Regions from separate parts of the Rattus norvegicus genome. Here region 2 is linked to region 1. Evidence: chromatin contacts called from public Hi-C data. All regions are on one chromosome and are shown on one strand. Each heading gives the region's core, a stretch centred on a gene start, on an enhancer-like site or on the middle of the called end of the contact. The rest is flanking DNA. Distances are from core to core; before and after follow the strand shown. Region 1 has its middle 30 kb from the start of Ervv-2. Region 2 overlaps LOC102552722 (a long non-coding RNA gene).

The links. A called contact is a pair of places that touch in the nucleus more often than the background predicts.
Region 2: a Hi-C map of frontal cortex shows a contact between it and region 1, with 2.1 times the contacts expected there. The contact joins two enhancer-like sites. A contact is called at or near these places in 2 of 12 Hi-C or Micro-C datasets (the A7r5 cell line and frontal cortex).

The regions. Positions count from the first base shown.
Region 1 is chr3:139,555,042-139,559,826 of GRCr8, forward strand. No RefSeq gene overlaps it. Among named protein-coding and RNA genes, the nearest start is that of Ervv-2, 30 kb to the right of the region's middle. Within about 2 kb of position 2,385, at least 42 of the 93 cell types and tissues checked have an H3K27ac peak or open chromatin away from gene starts, as enhancers often do.
Region 2 is chr3:139,748,666-139,753,450 of GRCr8, forward strand. It overlaps LOC102552722 (a long non-coding RNA gene), which reads left to right. Exons shown (of 4, transcript XR_010064904.1): 3 at 3,198-3,267; 4 at 4,310-4,785. Among named protein-coding and RNA genes, the nearest start is that of Rassf2, 18 kb to the left of the region's middle. Within about 2 kb of position 1,931, at least 25 of the 93 cell types and tissues checked have an H3K27ac peak or open chromatin away from gene starts, as enhancers often do.

The DNA of each region.
Region 1 (4,785 bases), core at 1,135-3,634:
GGCGTATGTGCTGGCACAGGATTCTAGGGGGCTTGAGGCAGATTGTGCTCAGAGATAGCCACCAAATGGTACTGAGCAGGAGTGTCATATAAGACAGTGTAGGGCAGTGGTTATGTGCAGGCATTCAGGAATTAGCCTGAGCTCAAATACCAGCTTGAATTCAAATACAGTTCATAGGTGGCAGGTTATCATTGAGACTTGGTTTCCCGTCTGCAAAATCGGAAAAATTAAGAATAACTACCCACCTAGGGGAGCTATGAGACCTAAGTGGAGAAAGCCTTTAGTGTCTTGTGGAGCTAACCTTCATTTATCTCGTCTGAACTCTGGCTCCTGAGCAATTGCTCGCCATCACTGTGGGGAGAATGATCAGTTAGGTGCTGAAACCAGAGGCCCCTGGAGAGATGGCAACGGTGATGACCATGGCTAATGTATGGCTGACAAAGGACTCTGGAGAGGGAGGGGGTGACATCAGAGTCACTGAGGGGTCAGATGGGTGTGTGGATTGGGCAGACAAAGAAGATAGAAGAGAGAAAGGCCTGCATCAATGTGACAAGAAGAGAGGCGACAGCTGAGTAACCTAGGGTCTTGAGCAGGGCGAGGTGGAAGTAAGGAGCTTATAAATGGGGAGACGGCCCTGGAAAACTGCATTTTAAAGATGCTAGAGCTGGGGATTTAGCTCAGTGGTAGAGCGCTTACCTAGGAAGCGCAAGGCCCTGGGTTTGGTCCCCAGCTCCGAAGGAAAAAAAAAAAAGATGCTAGAATGTCAAACCAGAGGCTGAGCTTTGAGGAGCTGTGCTCAGACAGGGGAGGAAAAACAAAACTATATGGTCAAAAGAGAGAGGAAGTAGCAAGCAGAGGGAAGATGAGGAGGGGCTAAGAGAGTGCGGTAACCGTTCCCAGCGTGGCAATCAACTAGTGGCTGTGTAGTAGACCCAAGTTCAAGGTCTGCTTTGCTACCAGCTTAGCTACGCACTACAGGATAGGGTGCTGAGCCTCTCTGAGTCTCTGTGTGACAGTCTAAGGCGACTGTGAGAATTCAATAAGGTTCTGTTTGTAAGTCGAGTTCAATGCCTGGCCTCGGCAACAAAGCCTAAAGGAACAGTAGCTGGAGAGCTTATGATCATCACAGACCCAAGGCAAGTGAGTAGGAGCCAGAGAGGCAGGTAAAGGGCAGCAGCTGCTGAAACCCAGGAGACAGTGGTGGAGCAGGAGTCTAGGTAGGGAGACCTTTAGGAAAGCATGGTGGCAGGCTGGGTGGTGCTGCTGCTGCTGCTGCTGCTGCTGGTGGTGGTGGTGGTAGGGCAGTTACCAATGCTGGTGGGGGATGGGTGGGTACCAATGCTCACCTTGGCTCAGAGCCCTCTGGGGAGCAAGGAGGTGGGCAGTACTTAGACATATGCCAATCACCATGCCTCATCTGACTTCAAAGAAAGCAATGTGGATTTTCACATCAAGGCTCAGTGGGAAAGACAATGGTAAAGGCTTGGGTCTCTTCTCACGGGAGGTGGGAGAGAATGGGATAGCTAAAGTCCAGATTCTATACTTAGGGAACAGGGCAGCTTGGGAGATATTCAGATGAGTGGCAGGCTGGTATAGTTTTAAAGGAGGGATGTGGGGATTGAAGGAGTGGAGGGTTGGTGCGTGTTTGTGGGGCGCCACACCTGTCCTAGTAAAATTGATTGGCAAGGGTCTAAAATTCCCATGTCGAGGTTACAACAACATTATTTCTCCAATTCATTTCAGGTTAAGTTATGCCCCTCAAATAGTATTGAATGAATTATATCATCCAAAGCCCCAAATCTTACACTAACACCGATCGGGGGCCCTTGACAAACAGGGAAGGATGGAGCCTGGCCCAGACAGGCAGCTGGAGGTGTGTGTGTACAGGAGTCCCTTTGGAGACATATAAACAGTATCTGTCATGTGAGAACAACCGAACGCAGAAAGCTTATTTCGTTAGCATAACAGTGTCAGACATATTATACCCCATAAATACAAACCATTGTCAAATCAAGAACAAAATTTAAAAACCTATCACCAAAGTTTAAAAACTAACCACCAGGGGGCACTTGCTGAGCATTTTCTCTGAGAAGATGATCTCATTCTCCCTCCGGAAGTCTTGCCCTGATTTTCAAACTATTGCACCTTGGCAGTGAAAGAGAAAAAAAAAAGAAAAGAAAAAAAAATGGACCGTTCGCTTCATTCAAAGTATCCCGGCCTTGTGGTCAGGCCACCTACTCCTATTTTACAAAGCAGTGGGAGGATCAAGGGACAGCCCGGGCTTTTGCTTCACCATGATGGGAAACCAAAACCAGACTTCGGTCGTCTCTGTAGGAGTAGTTTCCATGAGTCGTTGGGGAGCCAGGCAGCTTAGGAAGGTCACTCTCCCCACTCCACCTTTCAAGTTCCTTCAAGCTGTCTGAGGTGCGGTTGGATAGGGGACGTCATTCCAAATGCAGCCTGTGGGGTTCATTTTTGGCAGGAGATCACAGTGCTAAATACAGCGGCACTATGTCCTTTGTGCGGACCTCTGTGGAACCTTGGCTGCTCTGGACTGCCGGTGCTCAAGAGAACCATTATATAGGGGGAAAGGTCCAACCAGAACCTGGATTTTCCTCCTCCCAGGCGCCCTCTGGTGCCGCTGCACTCCCAAAGAAAGGGTGCCTTTCACCATCTGTGCTGGGGGAAATGGGCTCTGTTTTCTAGTCAGAAAAGGAATGGGCTGTCTTTCTTTGTGGTCTGTTGGGATCCTTGCGGACCATCCAGACAGTTTACATATGAAATGATTCCCCAGCATCCCCAAACATGGTGTCTGAAACACCTTAGGCACTTAAAAAACTCTTTCTTCTATTTGCTGTTGGTTGGCCCTGACCTGGCTCTAAGTTATAGGTAAATGTCTACATCCAAGTTGGTACCGAGTCCTTGAATATTTCTCTCCAAATGCAACAACAAGAACAAGCCCTGATTCTGTAGCAACTACAGGAAATTTTAATGGTTAATTCAAGTGAATCTTTAGTTTACGGATAGTAATGTAACTGTGTGATTCCCCCATCTGTCAGCAGATTGGCCTTAGATGGTTACCCAGCCTCCAAGAGAACCAATTCCCTAAAATGAGAAAGAATTCAAAGTGAAGATGTGAAAGAAAAAAAAGTAAAGTTTAGTATAGGAGCATATTCCGCTCGGGTTTTTTTTTTTTTTTTTAATTTTTGTCTGGGAGGGGGATATGCCATGCTGCAATGCTGCAGGTGGAACAAAAGAGAAGAATGTACTAACATGAGCATATCAGGCACACTACCACACCCCTGTAACTGTGAGGGTATCCGAGACAGACGAAGCAATCGTTCTTAGTTGTGTTGGAATCCGAAGCTGGTGAGAACCTTCAGCCAAACACTGGAGTCTGGGTAGAGGCTCATTTCCTTCCTATATTCCCATCATTTCCCCTTTCTACCCTGCCTCAGTTTCTCCCTCTGAGATTTAGATCTCTTCATCTTAAGAGTTGATGAACACTGGAAATCTATCTGTCTTCTTCAGGCAAACACAGGGGACAGACTTCTCCTCCAGGATCAAATGTCTCCATCTTTCTCACCCAAGGGAGACTAAGAAAGTCTAAGCTTGGAGAGCAGGGAATCGCCATTCAGCAGGAATCTTAGCGAGAGGGCGTCACCTCTCAGTACCACAAGACCACACTGATACTAAAGCACATGTAAGATCGTCATGTCTGAGACCAGCGCTAAGAATAGCAAGGCCCTCTTACCACGAGATGCCTGGTAATCATTATAATAGTAAATCACTAACGCTTAGGGTAGAATCTGACATAGGCTTAATATGAGTTTGTACATCTTAGAGACTTGAGTCTCATTTGTCTCCGTCCTACCCTTAGGCCATCAACTGTTCCTAATCATATTAACTTATGAGTTTAAGAGTGACAATCCACACTGTAAAAATGCATGAGGACTGGAGAGATGGCTCAGAGATTAAGAGCACTGACTGCTCTTCCAGAGGTCCTGAACTCAAATCCCAGCAACCACATGGTGGCTCGCAACCATCTGTAATGAGATCTGATGCCCTCTTCTGGTGTGTCTGAAGACAGCTACAGTGTACTTATATATAATAAATAAATCTTTTTAATGCATGATGACATCAACTTTGAGAAAGAATTCAATGATGGAAAAAAATTAAAGGAAAAATAGTGTTAGGTTGTAGTCCTGATATGTTCTTGAAGAGGGCTAAAGGAAACACAGAAAGCAGGCCACAGCATAAAGATTCCAGCTGCCAACAGATTCCTAAACCGGACAGATGGATATTTGTGTTGAAGATCTAGTTAGCATGTTTGCTACTCTGTTTGAAGAGAACTTTTAAGTCTTAATTTCTGGTATGAACAGCCTTGTTGAAATGTCCTTGAAGCTGTAGAGCCTGAGGAGGGACAGATTTGCTGCAGAATAGCATCTTGAGTCTTTAGTTGGGGTGAGGCAGGTCTTCCTGCCTCCTAAGGAGCCTTCAGAAGACACATCCTTATCAGGGAAGCATCAGCATAAAAGCTAATTAACAACTAGTTTTTCTTGGAGTGTGGCTGTCTTTGATGTAGACTAGGAATGATGGTGACTCAGTTTTCCCTCCTATCACTACAGAGGCAAAGCAGACAGACCCCTAAGACTTTGGGGGAGGGGGGCTATGGACTTCATCTTTTTTCCCCAAAAGCCAAGTGACCAAAGTAGTAAATATCTACCTTTGCAGCTAACATAAGTAATGAACTACCTTTTTTTTTTTTTTATGTTTAAGACAACA
Region 2 (4,785 bases), core at 681-3,180, 190 kb after region 1:
AGACTGCTTTCTACATTCGTGTCTCTGTACCCATGCATCAACACAGCTCTCTATCCTCATCTGGGAAATGTTCCTGTGCAGTGGACAGTGGTTAATGGGGAGACTCACAACTAGTTACAGTGTAGGCAGCAAGTAGTCAGCAAGAAGGCTGTGCCTCAAGGCTCAAGAATACTGAAGAAGGGTGTGTGAAAAGATTATAAAAGCCAGAGGTCAGGAAGAGCTGTAGCTAATCAGTGTCTTCTGAACATGACAAGACCATTGTAGTCATGAACTAAAAGCAGCTCTGGTTGTCTGCACAAAACCTACACAAGATCAAGCCAGTTAACTTTCCAGCTCTGGCCTCTGGGGCCTGGGGAATCCTCTCATAAGAAACTGTGATGTGGGCTGGAGGGATGGCTCAGTGGTTAAGAGCACTGACTGCTCTTCCAGAGGTTCTGAGTTCAGTTCCCAGCAACCACATGGTGGCTCACAACCATCTGTAATGGAATCTGATGCCCTCTTCTAGTGTGTGTTTGAAGACACCTACAGTGTGTGTGTGTGTGTGTGTGTGTGTGTGTGTGTGTATGTGTGTGTGTGTGTGTGTATGTGTGTGTGTGTGTGTGTATGTGTGTGTGTGTGTGTGTGTGTGTGTGTGTATACACAGAAAGGGGGAAGGAAGAAACCATGATGATTGATACTGATTTTAGATCATAGGTGACTAAAAGCTTCCTACTGATTTATGAAGCTGAACTAATTAGAATGCTCACATTGAATACAAAACCAGATTATAAGTAGCTGGATTTAGGAATGCAGTTGCGAAATTCCTTACTGGGTGTTAGCAAATACACACACTTGCTGTATTTTAGTGATTAAAATCTGTTTGGAACTTTTAATTCCAGGCAAAGGCAGGGAGGTCTCTATGAGGGTCAGGTCAGCCTGGTCTACAGAGCAAATTCTAGGACAGCCAGGACTATATAGAGAAACCCTGTCTTGAAAAGCAAAAATTATCAAAAAAAAATATAGCTCGAAGCCAGAAACTATCACAGGATACTAAATTCATTATAATAAGTAAGCACTCAAAACCATACAATAAAAACTGAAAGAACATCTGATTAACTATTAATTAACTACTATTAATTAATTAAAGTGATGACTACAGGGGCTGGAGAGATAGCTCAGTGGTTAAGAGCAATGGATGCTCTTACAGTAGGCCCAGGTTCAGTTCTCAACACATGCATGGCAGTTCCCAACCACCTGTAACTCTAGTTCCAGGGAATCTGACTCCTTCTCTAGGCCCCAGGCACCTGTATGGTGCACATATATACATGCACACAATACTTACACACATAAAACAAAGCTAAAATATTTTCAAATGAATTGCATCATAAAAATCAAGAATGGAATTCTAGACTACCAAGGTGGTGGTGCAATACGCCAATGTCTCTTACATTCTGAGAGTCTTGGATTTTGCTGGACCTCACAGCCAGAGTTAATAATACACCTTCAGGTCACCTAAGATTTGAGATTGCTGTCCTACTGTGTACTCAGCTTGTTTGTTTAACCTGCCTTTAGGAGAACAAATGTTAACAATTGACTTTCCTTGCCTTGGAGTTCCCATGTGATCAACTTTTACAACCTAGGCAAATGCATGGCTGAAACCTTGTTATATATACCCGTATGTGCCCTTGACCCAGAATAGTGTGTGTGTGTGTGTGTGTGTGTGTGTGTGTGTGTGTGTGTGTGTGATGGCAACAAATACTGAAAACAGCAAATAGGTCAAAAGCAACCTTCTAAGGTGAATATCTGCTGTGCATGCTGAAGACGATACATTGCTTGACTGTAAGCATTTGTTTGTTTTCTGGGTCATTTGTTGGAGTCAATGACTTAATCCCTCATTCCTTCCCCATGTGATACTTTCTGTGCTCAAAAACTACAGACCAAAAGCCCTTTGTTAGGGACACAGACATAGAACAGAGCGACACAGGCACAGGGACCGATTCACAAGACAGCATTCAGGCAAGCAAGGATTCAGACTCAGAACAGACAGATAGGAAATGGCAGAAGATATATAGAGAGAGTAGAGAATTCATATCTCGGCTCACTCTTCGTTAAAGTGCTTTTGGGTGCTCTGAGATTATCATTTGATGTGTATCCATCCGACCTGGGGGTGGAGATATGGTCTTTACTAAAACAGAATCCTTACTTTGGACACAGAAACATAGTTGGCTATACAAAGCGCTTAAAGGAACTCTGGGTTGAGAGTACTTAACTTTCTCTCTTGCAAATATTTTCCAGAAATTTATTCACTTTATTGGCGATTTCTTGGCAAGAAATTGCAATAGATTCTTAACTGGAGAGATTGCAGTATTGATGTCTATTGTACAGTATATTAATATATACAATATTCAAAAGATGTCTCACAAAATAAAAGATAGCATAAACAACACTGGTGGAGAATGTAAGTGCAGGAGACTTGAGAGATGGCTCAGTGGTTAGGGCCTGACTCCTTGATGATGGGATATAATGTGAATGGTAAAATGAACACTTTAGTCCCCAGGTTGCTCTCTATCTCAGCGTTTACCACAGCAACAGAAGCAAAGTTAGACAGGAGACTTAGAGCAAAGCCTGGATACCTTTGCTATAGGCCTTAGATGCTACCTGATGACATTCCTAGCCTTTGGGTTAGTGAAACTACAAGTCAGTATATACCAAAAGGAATGACCTAATAGTCACAAGGAGGTCACGTCACACAGTGACTTAGAGGCTGAGATGGTCCAAGTGAAATTGGATCTGGATCTGCAACATCCTAACTCTCTATGTACAGTCAATTAGCCTCGTAGAATGCTTAATACAGATGTGGCTTTTTTTGTGTTTGTTTTCCCAGAATCAATCATCAACCATCACCACAACAACCCAGGGCAACTGTTATGTGATATATATATATTTTTTCTTGCCCACGACATTTTTTAACTTGCTTTTTGGGTTGGTGGCAGGTCATGCTTGTGGAGGTCAGAGAACAACTTGCAGACGTTGGTTCTCTCCTTCCACCTTATAGGTTCTGAGGATCAAATTCAAGTCACCGGTTTGGTAGAAAGCACCTTTACCCACTGAGCCATTCTGTCTGCCCTTGGTCCATCCTTTTGTCCTTGCGTCTCCTGTATGGAGAGTTTTGGCTTAGTTAGTTATGTTCTGTGACTGTGCTTTTGTTTTACTGCCAGGTCTGGGATATGGGACTGCTTCAGACCGTCCACAGCATCTGGTTATGATCGAGCTCATCCCCTAGCAGGGGTAAGTTTACACTTGGGATTCTGGAGACTCTTGAGAGGGTATAAAAATGTCAGAGGCCTAAGAGGCTGCAGTAGCTTGCCGCCCCTGCTGTTGCTGCTTTTGCTGGCTGCTGACTGCGTTTGCTGCTTGCTGGTTAGAGATATCCTGATAATTGCCCCCAAAGAACTGAACACCCCTAAATCAGCAGGAAGCAGTCTAATGAGATGGACACCCCCTCTCTCCTCTAACCTTCTTCCTTACCTACCTAGTGTTGGGGGGTTGGAAGGGATTGGGATGGAGAAGGGTGGCAGATATAATAATCCAATAAAGTAGCCAGAAAGTACTGTTATAATCTCCAGACATTTTCTGCTGTCCGGGGAAGGCAGGGCCTGCACCTTCTAGGGAAGAGTGCTAGTCATCAGCTCGTGGCACTCCTCTTTATGGTTACTATTTATTCTTACACAGGGTTTCACCAAGCTGCCCATGCTGGCCTTGACCTCATTCTGTAGCCCAGGCAGGCCTTGAGTTTTCTTCCTTCTGCTTCAGCCTCGGCATCCCCAGACTACAGGTCAGGGCAGTCCCCACTTCTACAAACACTCTTTCATTGCTACTTGCATGCAAGGCACCTCCCCAGTGCCGGGGCTTGTAAGTCCAGTCAGAAAGGTAGGCACCAATCAAGTCTTAAATGAAAAAAAAAAAGTCTTAAATGAGTGTGTAATTAAACTGTAAGAGTCAGGAAGCCAAAGGGAGGGCCACGCTAGTGAAGGCTGGGGTTCTCAGCCCTGCTCAGGGTTTCCAGGCTCTTGCTGCCCCAGGACCAAAAGTTCAGAGGCAGAGTTAGGAATTAGGACAAAGTTTACAGATGAAAGTCCACATTCAGGAGGGGGAACAGGTTGCTCAGACACCCTTCCTAAGAAACGAAAAATAAAGGTGAGGGTGTTTTTTCTTTTCCTTTTCCTTCCTCTCTCCCTCCTCCTTGTCCCCTTTCTTTTTTCTTTTTCTCCCCTCTCTCCCCTCTCTCTCCTCTCTCTCTTTTCCTCCCCTCCCCTCTCTCTTGTCCTAGTGCTAAATGGACTTGAACATCCAGAAACCTCTGAGAAACGCTTCTTCAGCTGTCCAGAAGAAAGGTCTAGCCCCAGGATCTCTCCCTTCAGGGCAGCTTTGATGGTTTGGTAGACTATTAGCAATGGTCCAAGGTGATTTTTACCTCACTTTTCTTACTTGTAACTTTGTATATTCTATGTAACCCAGAATCATGCTGTAAGCTATGCTCTGCAGTGTATCTATGATGGAAGAGATCATTTAAGGCTAGTCAGCCCCCTCCAACCCAACCTACAGCAGCCTGATCTTCATAAGGAAAACAACAAAATTAAACATATACAAGACATAAGTCCAGTTGTTTTCAGGTTCAACAAATATGATGAGATACTTGTCTTTCTATGGATTGCTAAGACACTACCCATTTTAGAAGGAACCATTGCTGCCTCTAACAGTCAGAGAGCATGTGGCCAATGTTTAGGAGCACGTCTCAGGATTTTT